Regions from separate parts of the Mus musculus genome. Here region 2 is linked to region 1. Evidence: chromatin contacts called from public HiChIP or PLAC-seq data. All regions are on one chromosome and are shown on one strand. The core of a region is the stretch at or near the end of the contact, and the rest is flanking DNA. Distances in the headings are between cores, read along the strand shown.

The links. HiChIP or PLAC-seq counts read pairs in DNA pulled down with a chosen protein or histone mark.
Region 2: a contact with region 1 is called in an HNF4G HiChIP or PLAC-seq map of pancreatic cancer cells. The contact joins two enhancer-like sites. A contact is called at or near these places in 1 of 15 datasets of contacts at CTCF or cohesin (the NIH/3T3 cell line), 4 of 115 datasets of contacts at active chromatin or transcription factors (CD8 T cells, the NIH/3T3 cell line, embryonic midbrain and 1 more) and 2 of 9 other capture datasets (bone marrow-derived macrophages and embryonic stem cells).

Annotation. Positions count from the first base shown.
Region 1 is chr6:115,310,782-115,315,789 of GRCm38.p6, forward strand. Gm38877 (a long non-coding RNA gene) reads right to left here. Exons shown (of 3, transcript XR_869368.1): 2 at 1,267-1,388. Among named protein-coding and RNA genes, the nearest start is that of Gm38877, 3.8 kb to the right of the region's middle. Within about 2 kb of position 2,635, at least 41 of the 459 cell types and tissues checked have an H3K27ac peak or open chromatin away from gene starts, as enhancers often do. A contact at or near this core is called in pancreatic cancer cells, where this site is marked.
Region 2 is chr6:115,497,640-115,502,631 of GRCm38.p6, forward strand. No RefSeq gene overlaps it. Among named protein-coding and RNA genes, the nearest start is that of Gm36301, 19 kb to the right of the region's middle. Within about 2 kb of position 3,637, at least 43 of the 459 cell types and tissues checked have an H3K27ac peak or open chromatin away from gene starts, as enhancers often do. A contact at or near this core is called in pancreatic cancer cells, where this site is marked.

The sequences.
Region 1 (5,008 bases), core at 1,385-3,884:
CATGCTAGGGGTGTGCTCTTCCACAGAGGTATATCCCTAGCCCCCTTCTTTGCTGTTCATAAATTCTGTAACTATGGGATTGAGTTTTCTGGCCTTATGTTGTATCATCTAAAGCGTTATTAACCCCACCCGGCAGATTTTCCACATTATGTGTTTTGTTCTTTAGCTGGAAAATGCTCACTTGGTTCTTTTCCATGTCTTCAGTGTCATCGAAAGGCCTGGCATGCATTTACAGCTCTTGCCTGGTAGTCTTACAGACTCTACCGCGTTTAAGGCTGTAGCTGTGGCCTTTCATTGTATTTTTAGGTCCTGCTTCTTCAAGTCTAGTAATGTTTTATGGGATACTGGATATCATGATGTTTTGTCTTAAGTGTTGTGTATCTTCCTCTAGAGTGTTGTGAGGGCTAGGACGGAAGCTATTAAAATATTTTATGATCAGTTTGATCCTCTACAGAACTTTAAAATTTTTTTTCTTATGTAGCTATAGAATAATCTTTACTATGGTTCATTTAGTTCAGTGTGTGTGTGTGTGTGTGTGTGTGTGTGTGTGTGTCTGTCTGTCTGTCTGTCTGTCTGTCTGTCTGTCTATGGGTGTACATTTTCAGCCATTGCCATGGCCATGTGTGGAGGTCAGAACACAACTTTTGGGAGTTGGTTCTCTTACTCCAGCTTGTGGGTTCTTTGGCTCAGACTTAGGTGGCCAAGCTTAGCAGCAAACACCTTTAACCACTGAGCTCTCTGGCTGGCCCCAAGTTAGCTCTAGTTTTAAGGCTTGGTCTTTCTGAATCTCTAACTGAATACCCCAGATATTTGAAGAGGACTGTACTTAGCCAGTCATGGTGATATATGCCTGCAAACCCAACATTCTGGGGAGTAGAAACAGGAGGATCAGCATTCAAAGCCAGCCTTAGAGCTACATAGTGAGTTCAAGACCAGCCTTGGCCAATTTTCTCAAAAGGCAGACAAACAAACAAAGCCATCTCCTAGTGTTTGAGCTCTGTGGATTGCCTATCTGGGACTCCTGAGAGCTATGCTCTTCCCAGTGAATTTGCCTTGGGTAGGGTCATCCTATGGCTGCTCGGTTTACCATCCAGCCACAAACTAAAGAACTCAGACAATAGTTCTGGAGCTGTTTTTCCTCATGGAAAACTGTATCTCATCAGCCTCTCAGAACCCGAATCTCTATCTCCTTGTTCAGGAAGACAGGCACACTCTTTGTGAGTTCCTCCATCCCAGACAGAAGTCCTGACAGCCAAGGTAACCTACAGGGTTTCTTTACTTGCGGCTTCTCCTGAAGGTCTCAGTACTGTGGTCTGTATGCTCCAATGTCGTTTCATAGATTTTCATCCAGCAGGAGGTCAGATCTGGTACCAGTAATGCCACCATCCCTGAAAACAGAACTATACTGCATTGTCAGGTCTCATGGACAATGATTGTGCATGGCTGGGTTCCCACTTTAGGTAAAAATAGGTGTGTGTGTGTGTGTGTGTGTGTGTGTGTGTGTGCATGAGGGAATGAGATATGGTCAAAGAAATTGCCTCTGAATCTCCCAGAGCTCAGAGAAACTTCAACAGCTCACCTGAAACACGTCCATCACGTGGGTAGTTAAATGAAGAGCCATTCTTCCCTGAAGCCAGGCATACTTCCAAAATTATCCCTTCACTTCTAAGTAATCATTACCACCACCAACATGCTGCCTTCAATAGCTTTGCCGTATTCCTCCCAGCATTTAAAGGGTTACAACTGTGGAGTAAGTCCCACTTCTGCCTGATTCACTAAAGAGCTCAGTCCACCCACTGGGCTTGTTCAACCCCAGCACATTTCTCTTTATCATTTCACAGAGGGGAGAAATCATACAATTTCTTTACAAAAATCTAAGATTCTGCTTCGGGGACCAGGGGCCAACTGCCTCTCTTGACTTAACGTTCAGCCTTTGGGTTTTGTTCATCGTGGGGAGGACGTGGTTACTATTTTGGCTGTCCCCATGTTTTCATTATGTTTTCTGGTAGACGGCTTCCTCTCTGAGGTCTCTCACAGATTTTATGCTTTATCCGAGGGGGAAAAAGATCAACCATGAAGTTGACTCTTTGAATCTGCTTCTGTGTCTGCCAAGTGCCCTGTGAGAAATGAGGTGGGGGAGATGAGCGTTTTCGCTGTTCATCTGTCCGCAGTGTGTGCCTCAGCACTCTGAGGACAGACGCTCACAGCTGCCATCCAGCTCCAGAAAGATGGGATTTTTAGCACTAGCCCGTGTGCGCATGCGTGTACGTGTGCGCATGCGTGCACAGGTACAAAAGCAAAAAAAAAAAAAAAAAAAAAAAAAAAACCCACAAAATTGATCTTTTTAAAAAGAAGACTATGAATATTTTAAGCTTAAAAAAATTAAGTCCAGTCCTTAATTTCAGTACCTCCTAGTTCTTTGACTTTATGAATGGAAAAGGGTGGCAAGTATCCACTGGCTTAATCTAAGGTGTCAACAGTCCCTCTCTGAAGCTATTGAAATAAGGGGAGTGCCCGCAATTACTAAAGATCTTCCGGAGATAAAAGAGCAATTGCATAAGCTTCTGGCTCCATGCATCCCAGTGAGTCAGCATTTCACAAAAAGCTCAATCCCATTGGTGCTCCAGCTCCACACATTTTGAGGAATAATTTATCCTCACATGCAGGTGAGTCACTGGAAAGGCACAGATGTGCACTCGGGTCGCCCAGAGATCTGTCTGCACCCCGGGGAAGGCTCCCTTTACCTGCTTCCTACTGGATATTTGCTTTGACCAGAGATGATGGCCAAGGCAGAAGTCTCTCTCCTGGCAGTGAGATGAGCAAGGGACAGATGGTACGGCCGAGAGGCAAAGAGCTACCTCAAACTCCCTGTTACCAAACTAAGTGCTCACGTGCTGCGAAGCTTTGGCAGCCTGAGTTCTTTCCCAGAACCCACATGGTGGAAGGAGACTACTGACTCCCCAGAGTTTTCCTTTGACCTCTACTTTGCATATGTGGCATGCACAGACATGCATTACACACTCACGATAGATGGATGGATGGATAGATAGATAGATAGATAGATAGATAGATAGATAGATAGATAGACAAATGTTTAAATAAAACTCAACTTGTTCTTGTCATCTAATTCACCTGGGAGATTATGTACCTGGTCCTATGCTTATCTGTCGTGCACCCTAGGGGGCCTGATAAGGAAGGGAAGAAATGTGATATAGAGGCACGTTGCTACCAGGTCACCCTGCAAAGAGCTTCGTACTAAAGCCTTTGCTGAAGCGGTGCCCATTAACCTCTGCCTTCCGTGTTTACACAGACTATAACTTGGCCCCACAGAACCCTCAGAGGAGGAGTGCAACCTGGGTAGCCTGCTGGTTTCCTGGATGGCCATGGAAAAGTAGCCAAGCTTATAAAATCAGATCCTGGGCGGGGTGTGACTCAGTGGTAGAATGTGTGTTTAGCCTGCTGGAAGCCCCGAGTTCCATCCCTGGCACCATAACATAAACTATCCAGGAAGGAAATCTTCCTGACATTTGGTTTTTTTCCCTTATAAATAAAACATGTAGTGTACTATTTTCTTAAAGACACACTATAAATTATCAGTCACAGGGAGTCACAGTGCAATAGGACCCTTAAACATAACGAGGCACTTAGACGTTTTCCCCAGCACTAAATACTGGTTGTAGACTTCTATTCTCTGTGGTTATGATGTTTTCCCTCCCTCACAATGTTCTCTTTGGTCCTTTCCTTACAGATATATTGAGACAGATCACATCTTCCTATTAGGAAAAGAATATTAAATTGAACTAACTTGGAATTTTTTTCTTTTATTACATATTTTCTTCATTTACATTTCAGATGCTATCCCCAAAGCCCCCTATACCCTCCCCCTGCCCTGCTCCCCAACCCACCCACTCCCGCTTCCTGGCCCTGGCATTCCCCTGTACTGGGGCATATGATTTTCACAAGACTAAGGGCTTCTCCTCCCATTGATGGCCGACTAGGCCATCCTCTGCTCCATATGCAACTAGAGACACAGCTCTGGGGCATACTGGTTAGTTCATATTGTTGTTCTTCTTATAGGGTTGCAGACCCCTTTAGCTCCTTGGATACTTTCTCTAGATCCTTCATTAGGGGCCTTGAATTTTTTTTTAAATCCAATTTAATTTGAATACATAGAAACTATTATTTCTGAATTTTGTGTACAGATTTTCTTATGAATAATGTCCATTACATTGGGAACACAGACTTCATGACACTCATTGTCTGCTCAACTATATTTTTTATTTGCTTTCTTTGGGGAACAAAGGCTATGTTCCAAATAGGTAGGGTTGTCTCAGAGCTAAATTGTTGTCAGCTGTCATGTTGAAGAGGTGCCTCCATCATCATCCATAAAAGGAATGTATAGAGCCCCAGGTTCCCTGATAATATATAAACACATATGTATGCTTGTATGAAAATGTCATGTTGAAACCTATTACCATATATAATTCATGTATGTTAATAAAATATTTTCAAAATTGGTGTTTCCAGGGTATTCCTCCAATGTACACACACACACACACACACACACACACACACACACACACACTCACACACTCACACACTCACACACACTCACATACACACTCATATACTACAAGAACCCCAATTAATACTCCAAACATTGAGTAGTACTAAGCCTTATCCATAAAGGATTTTTTTGGCTGTACATGCCTACAACAAAGCTTAGTTTATAAATTAATATGAAGCTATTAGCACAGGAAGAGATTAACAATAATAAATAATAAAATAAAGAATTATATAGTATGACAAAAGTCACAGGAATGTAGTATCTCTTTCTCCCTCCTTCCCTCACCCCTCCCCTTCTATCTTCCTATTCTTTCTTTGATGTGGGGGTCTCATGGAACTCAGGCTAGCCTCAAATTCACTTGTAGCTGAGGATACCCTCGACCTTTTGACCCTCTGGCATTAGCTTCCCAAGTGCTGCCTTTACAAGTGCACCCCTCCACAC
Region 2 (4,992 bases), core at 2,387-4,886, 190 kb after region 1:
CACATGCTCCACTATGTTCATAGCAGCCTTATTTATAATAGCCAGAAGCTGGAAAGAACCCAGATGCCCCTCAACAGAGGAATGGATAAAAAAAATGTGGTACATTTACACAATGGAGTACTACTCAGCTATTAAAAAGAATGAATTTATGAGATTCCTAGGCAAACGGTTGGACCTGGAGGGCATCATCCTGAGTGAGGTAACACAATCACAAAAGAACTCAAATGATATGTACTCACTGATAAGTGGATATTAGCCCAGAAACTTAGTATACCCGAGATATAAGAGACAATTTGTAAAACACATGAAACTGAAGAAGAACGAAGACCAAAGTGTGGACACTTTGCCCCTTCTTAGAATTGGAAACAATCACCCATGGAAGGAGTTACAGAGACAAAGTTTGGAGCTGAGACAAAAGGATGGACCATCTAGAGACTGCCATATCCAGGGATCCATCCCATAATTGGCCTCCAAACGATGACACCATTGCATACACTAGCAAACATTTGCTGAAAGGACTCTGATATAGCTGTCTCTTGTGAGACTAGGCCGGGGCCTAGCAAACACATAAGTGGATGCTCACAGTCCACTTGAATGGATCACAGGGCCCCCAATGGAGGAGCTAGAGAAAGTAACCAAGGAGCTAAAGAGATATGCAACCCTGTAGGTGCAACAACATTATGAACTAACCAGTACCCTGGAGCTCTTGACTCTAGCTGCATATGTATCAAAAGATGGCCTAGTAAGCCATCACTGGAAAGAGAGGCCCATTGGACACACAAACTTTATATGCCCCAGTACAGGGGAACGCCAGGGCCAAAAAGTGGGAATGGGTGGGTAGGGGAGTGGGGGGGGGGAGGGTATGGGGGACTTTTGGGATAGCATTGGAAATGTAATTGAGGAAAATACGTTATATATATATATATAGAGTTTGTCCCCAATCCACAAGTATTAGGAGGGGGGAATATTTGAAAAACAATTGCACTGCGTTCTGATTTAGACCAAACTCAAAGCCCAAGGCTGAGGGAATGCTCTCTCCAAAAAGCACCGGGGTTTTCTCTGGCGACTTCTGCTCCTAATTTTAGATAAATATTACATAGTTTGAATTTCCAAAGGGGTTATAATGAATAAGAAAATTGCTCACTTGACTCTGTAGGGAGTGGGTTGGGATATGTGCATCCCTCTGGAGTTTTGTAAATATGTTCCAGGGCAAATGTTCCCAGGAGAATGTCATTTCTGGGATCTGCTTAGAGCCAAGGGCTTGGTCTCAGGGACAACAGAAGTGGCTTCCTGCAAGAGTAGGAATGTGGATCCCCGGGCCTGCTTTCCACAGTACTACAAACCATGGAATACGGATGAGAGGCACCATGGTCTGCCTGACAAACCTGCCACGGTCTGAGGCCGTGGACAAGTTCTTTCTGGGGACCTGGTATCTGACCCGGAGAAATCCATTCATTTATCACGCGGCAAGGCTGGGCCTCTGCTCCCAGCTATACCAGCGGTACCTAGATTGCATGTCTCCTGGAAGATCAAATAAAGGAACCAGGACAAAAACCTTATCACTGCTGCTAGCAGACGAGAGAGTTTGACACCCGGTGAATCCAGAGAGCTAGCCTAAAGGTTTAAGAAAGAAAGGTGGGGGCCTACACAATTCAGGTGTCTTTCTTAGTTGTGCTACTTGAGAAAATGAAAGCATGCAGGTTTAGGGGTGGGGTGCGAGGGGGTGGGGGAGGGGGGCAGGAATCAATTACATTTGAATGCTGGCAAGGTTGTGTACCTGCTGCAGTCGCAAGCAAGCTGATTCCTCTCTGTGCCTCAGTTTCTCTATCTGCACATCTAAAAAGTTGTTCTGTCTTCTGGCCTTGACATCCCAAAATTTCAGGCCTCCCAGGGAGGCAGGCCAGAGGACAGAACTCTGGCTGTCCATCAGAGGCCCACGTCCTTCGCTGCCTGAGCATGTGTTCTCAACTCAGAGCCACCCAGGCCTGGGCCAGGCTGCAGCCTGCGCTCATTAAGGGCCTGGGGCCGCTCCAACCTGAGTGAGTTGGCTGCCTCCAAGGGCAGGGGAGGGGACACCGGATGGCTGGTTGGTTCCCACCCGAAGCCAAACTGCTTAGAGAAGGGCGTTGTGCTGAGTCAGTTGCTGGCAGCTCGGCCTGGGGTCCCTGGCCACCCTGCCTGCCAGATGGGCCAGCTCCAGGCAGGCCTCTGAGGAGCCCACGTTATGCCTCCAAGGAGCCCGTGTTATCGACGACGCTGCCGCTGCTGCCACAGTGGTGGGCAACATGCCTTGGAAAAGCTGCACTATGGCCAGGCCTCCCAGGGCTCCCGGGGTGGGACAGCTGCTGATGAAGGGGGACTATTTTTTTTTAAGGAGCTGCCTCCTACTGACAAGATGCTAGCCAAGGTTTTCTCCTTGCTCTGTTGCCTGATGAGGGTGACTATTCTCTCAAACACCACGCGCAGTCTTTGCTCCTCAACTGCCTTCCACCTCCTGAGTCCTGGCTCAAGCTTAGCAAGGCAGTGTTTTGGGGTCAGGACACAGCCAGGAGCACACGGCAAGGGTATCTAAGGCAGAGGAGCCCCTAACGCAGAGGTCACATGCAGAGTGAAGGCAGGGCTCAGAGAAGCCAGCAGAGGACGGGGATCAAGGAGTGCTGGGAGGTGAGGGAGGACCGCAGACCTCCAAGACGCTTCAGCCTTGCAGGGGCTTCTGGGCAGAGAGATGCTAAAGCCAGAAGCAGGGCCCGGAGAAGGTCAGAAAGGAAACAGTCTGCGGAGGCACCGCCCAGGGAGACAGGTGGCAATGAATGTGTAGGACATGCCAGGAAGAAAACCAACACACAGGCCTGGGCTCCAGCCCCGAAAGCCACGGATGCGGGGGACAGATGTGTAAGACAGCACAGTATCTGCATAGGACCACCGTACACCCTTCTGTAAGTTCAAAACTATGTCTGAGTTAAAATACTCAACCCAGCAAAGGTGCTGTGTAAACAGGTGCCACATCGGTTTGGGAAACAATGACCCAAGTCTGCCCACGCTTAATACAGACACAATTTTCCCTAATATTATATGCAAAATTGTTTGAGTTCACTTATGTGGAAACCATGGATACTAAGAGTTGACTATCATTTTTTTTATTTTGTTGTTGTTGTTGTTTTTAAGTTTCAAAATCACACTTAAATTGTCCTTTGAAAGCCAAATATGTCTCACTTGAGTCCAAGGACTTCCAAAAAGAAAAGCTCTTCCCAAAATGGGGTGTTCCCTTCCTCTTATGGCTTCATATGCCCCTAGGACAGGGCTGTGCACCCCACTCTAAGAAACACGAGCCCTATCGGCCTTTAAAGAAAAGACTTGAGTTGCTGAATGTCACACGGGTGAGAGTCTCTTCTAGCCAAGCACAGCTACCATTAAAGAGCAGAGCTTGGGGAGAGGAAGGTGGGGGGTGGGGGGTGGGGGTGACCTGAGGTCAGCAGAAGCAGGACAAGGAAAAAGGAGAGCCCAGTGTCAGTAAATATTCACTGGCCTTGCCTGTCCCCAGCTCTCCTCAGCCTCTAGGGACACAGAGATAAGGCTGGTGTGACTCAGGCCACCAAGGAACTCACTTTCATGGAGATAAACACAGAAGCTGGCAGCCACAGGACAGCCTGGCAAGCAGAGGAAGCCAGAGGGCTGGAGGCAGGGTGGGTGAGGCCGGATGACCTTGGGCAGGACTTCTGGAACCTTCCTGGGACTCTTCTTATGTAGCTTAAGGAATGCACAGCTACCCCCGGGGGTCACAGTGAGGAGGCACGGAGGTAAAGCAGGGCCAGCACTGCCCACTCTGCTCCCCACCCCCACCCCAAGGGTTAGTGCTGGGGACAGATTGCAAGTGAAGATAACCTCATCTTCCAGCTGGTGTCAGCTGCCACCTAATATCAGAAGGGATTATTTGAAATTTCCCAGGCAGGCTGAGCTATGGGCTTTCCAGTCCCGTGAAAGTGGGGAAGAAAGTCAACTTGGCTTCACAGAGGAGGTGACATTGGAGACCAAGTCTCAAAGGAGGATTTATGAAACAAGAAAGAAAGAAACGCTAGGTGAGGGGCTCGTGTGCAAAGGCATATGGGGAAAGCAGTGTTTCTGTTTCACTAAGCCTAGGGCACTTGGAAGAAGCGAGTCAGAGCAGCAGAACAAAATCAATCAGGCTAAGAGAGCTCGGCAAACCAGACCAGTGAGGCTGGAGCTCATCCTAGGGAGAGTGGGAAGCCATAGAAGACCTTCAGCAGCTATGCTTGCTTTCCTGAGAAAGTCACATCTGTAAAGGGAAAGGTTTGTTCTGGCTCAGGTTCAGGGCTTTCAAATCCATGGCTGGTTGGTCACATTGCTTGGGGCTGTGATGAGGTTGTGCACAGTGGTGGCTATATTGCAAACCAGAAAACAATGAGAGGAGCAAGCTGAGGCCCTATCTATAGTCCCCTCAGGAATACACATGATGACCTAAGGCCTCCAAGGTCCTGCTTCTCAAAGTTCCCCTGTCGTCCTCCTTGAGCCATCACCCTGGAAACCAGACCTTAACACGTGAGGCTTTGGGGGAACATCCGAGATCCGACCTTCCAAGCTAGAAAGTAGCATAGCTGATACTCGACTTGAGATCCCTTGGCCAGCCACTGGGAAGACAAGGGTGATGGGAAGACCACAAGTGGTAGCAGCGGTGGGAGGGGATGGCTTTGGTCATAGAAACAGAGGGAACAGACAGATGTGGGAACAGTCTTGGGGAGTGCAGAAGACAATGATCAAGTTTTGACTTGGTCACACAAGCTGTGTGGTGGTGCTTCACCTCCTGGGAAAAGATTACCTGCAGGACCCCAGGTCAGGTGTCTAAATCGCTATGGGATGCAATGGGAATCTGGATCTTCAGGGTGCGATGAGCTGGAAGATACAGGAGGGTCATGGGAGAAAGTACTGCCAACCACGCATCAACCACAGTAAAGGGCAGTAGAGGAGCCATCTTGA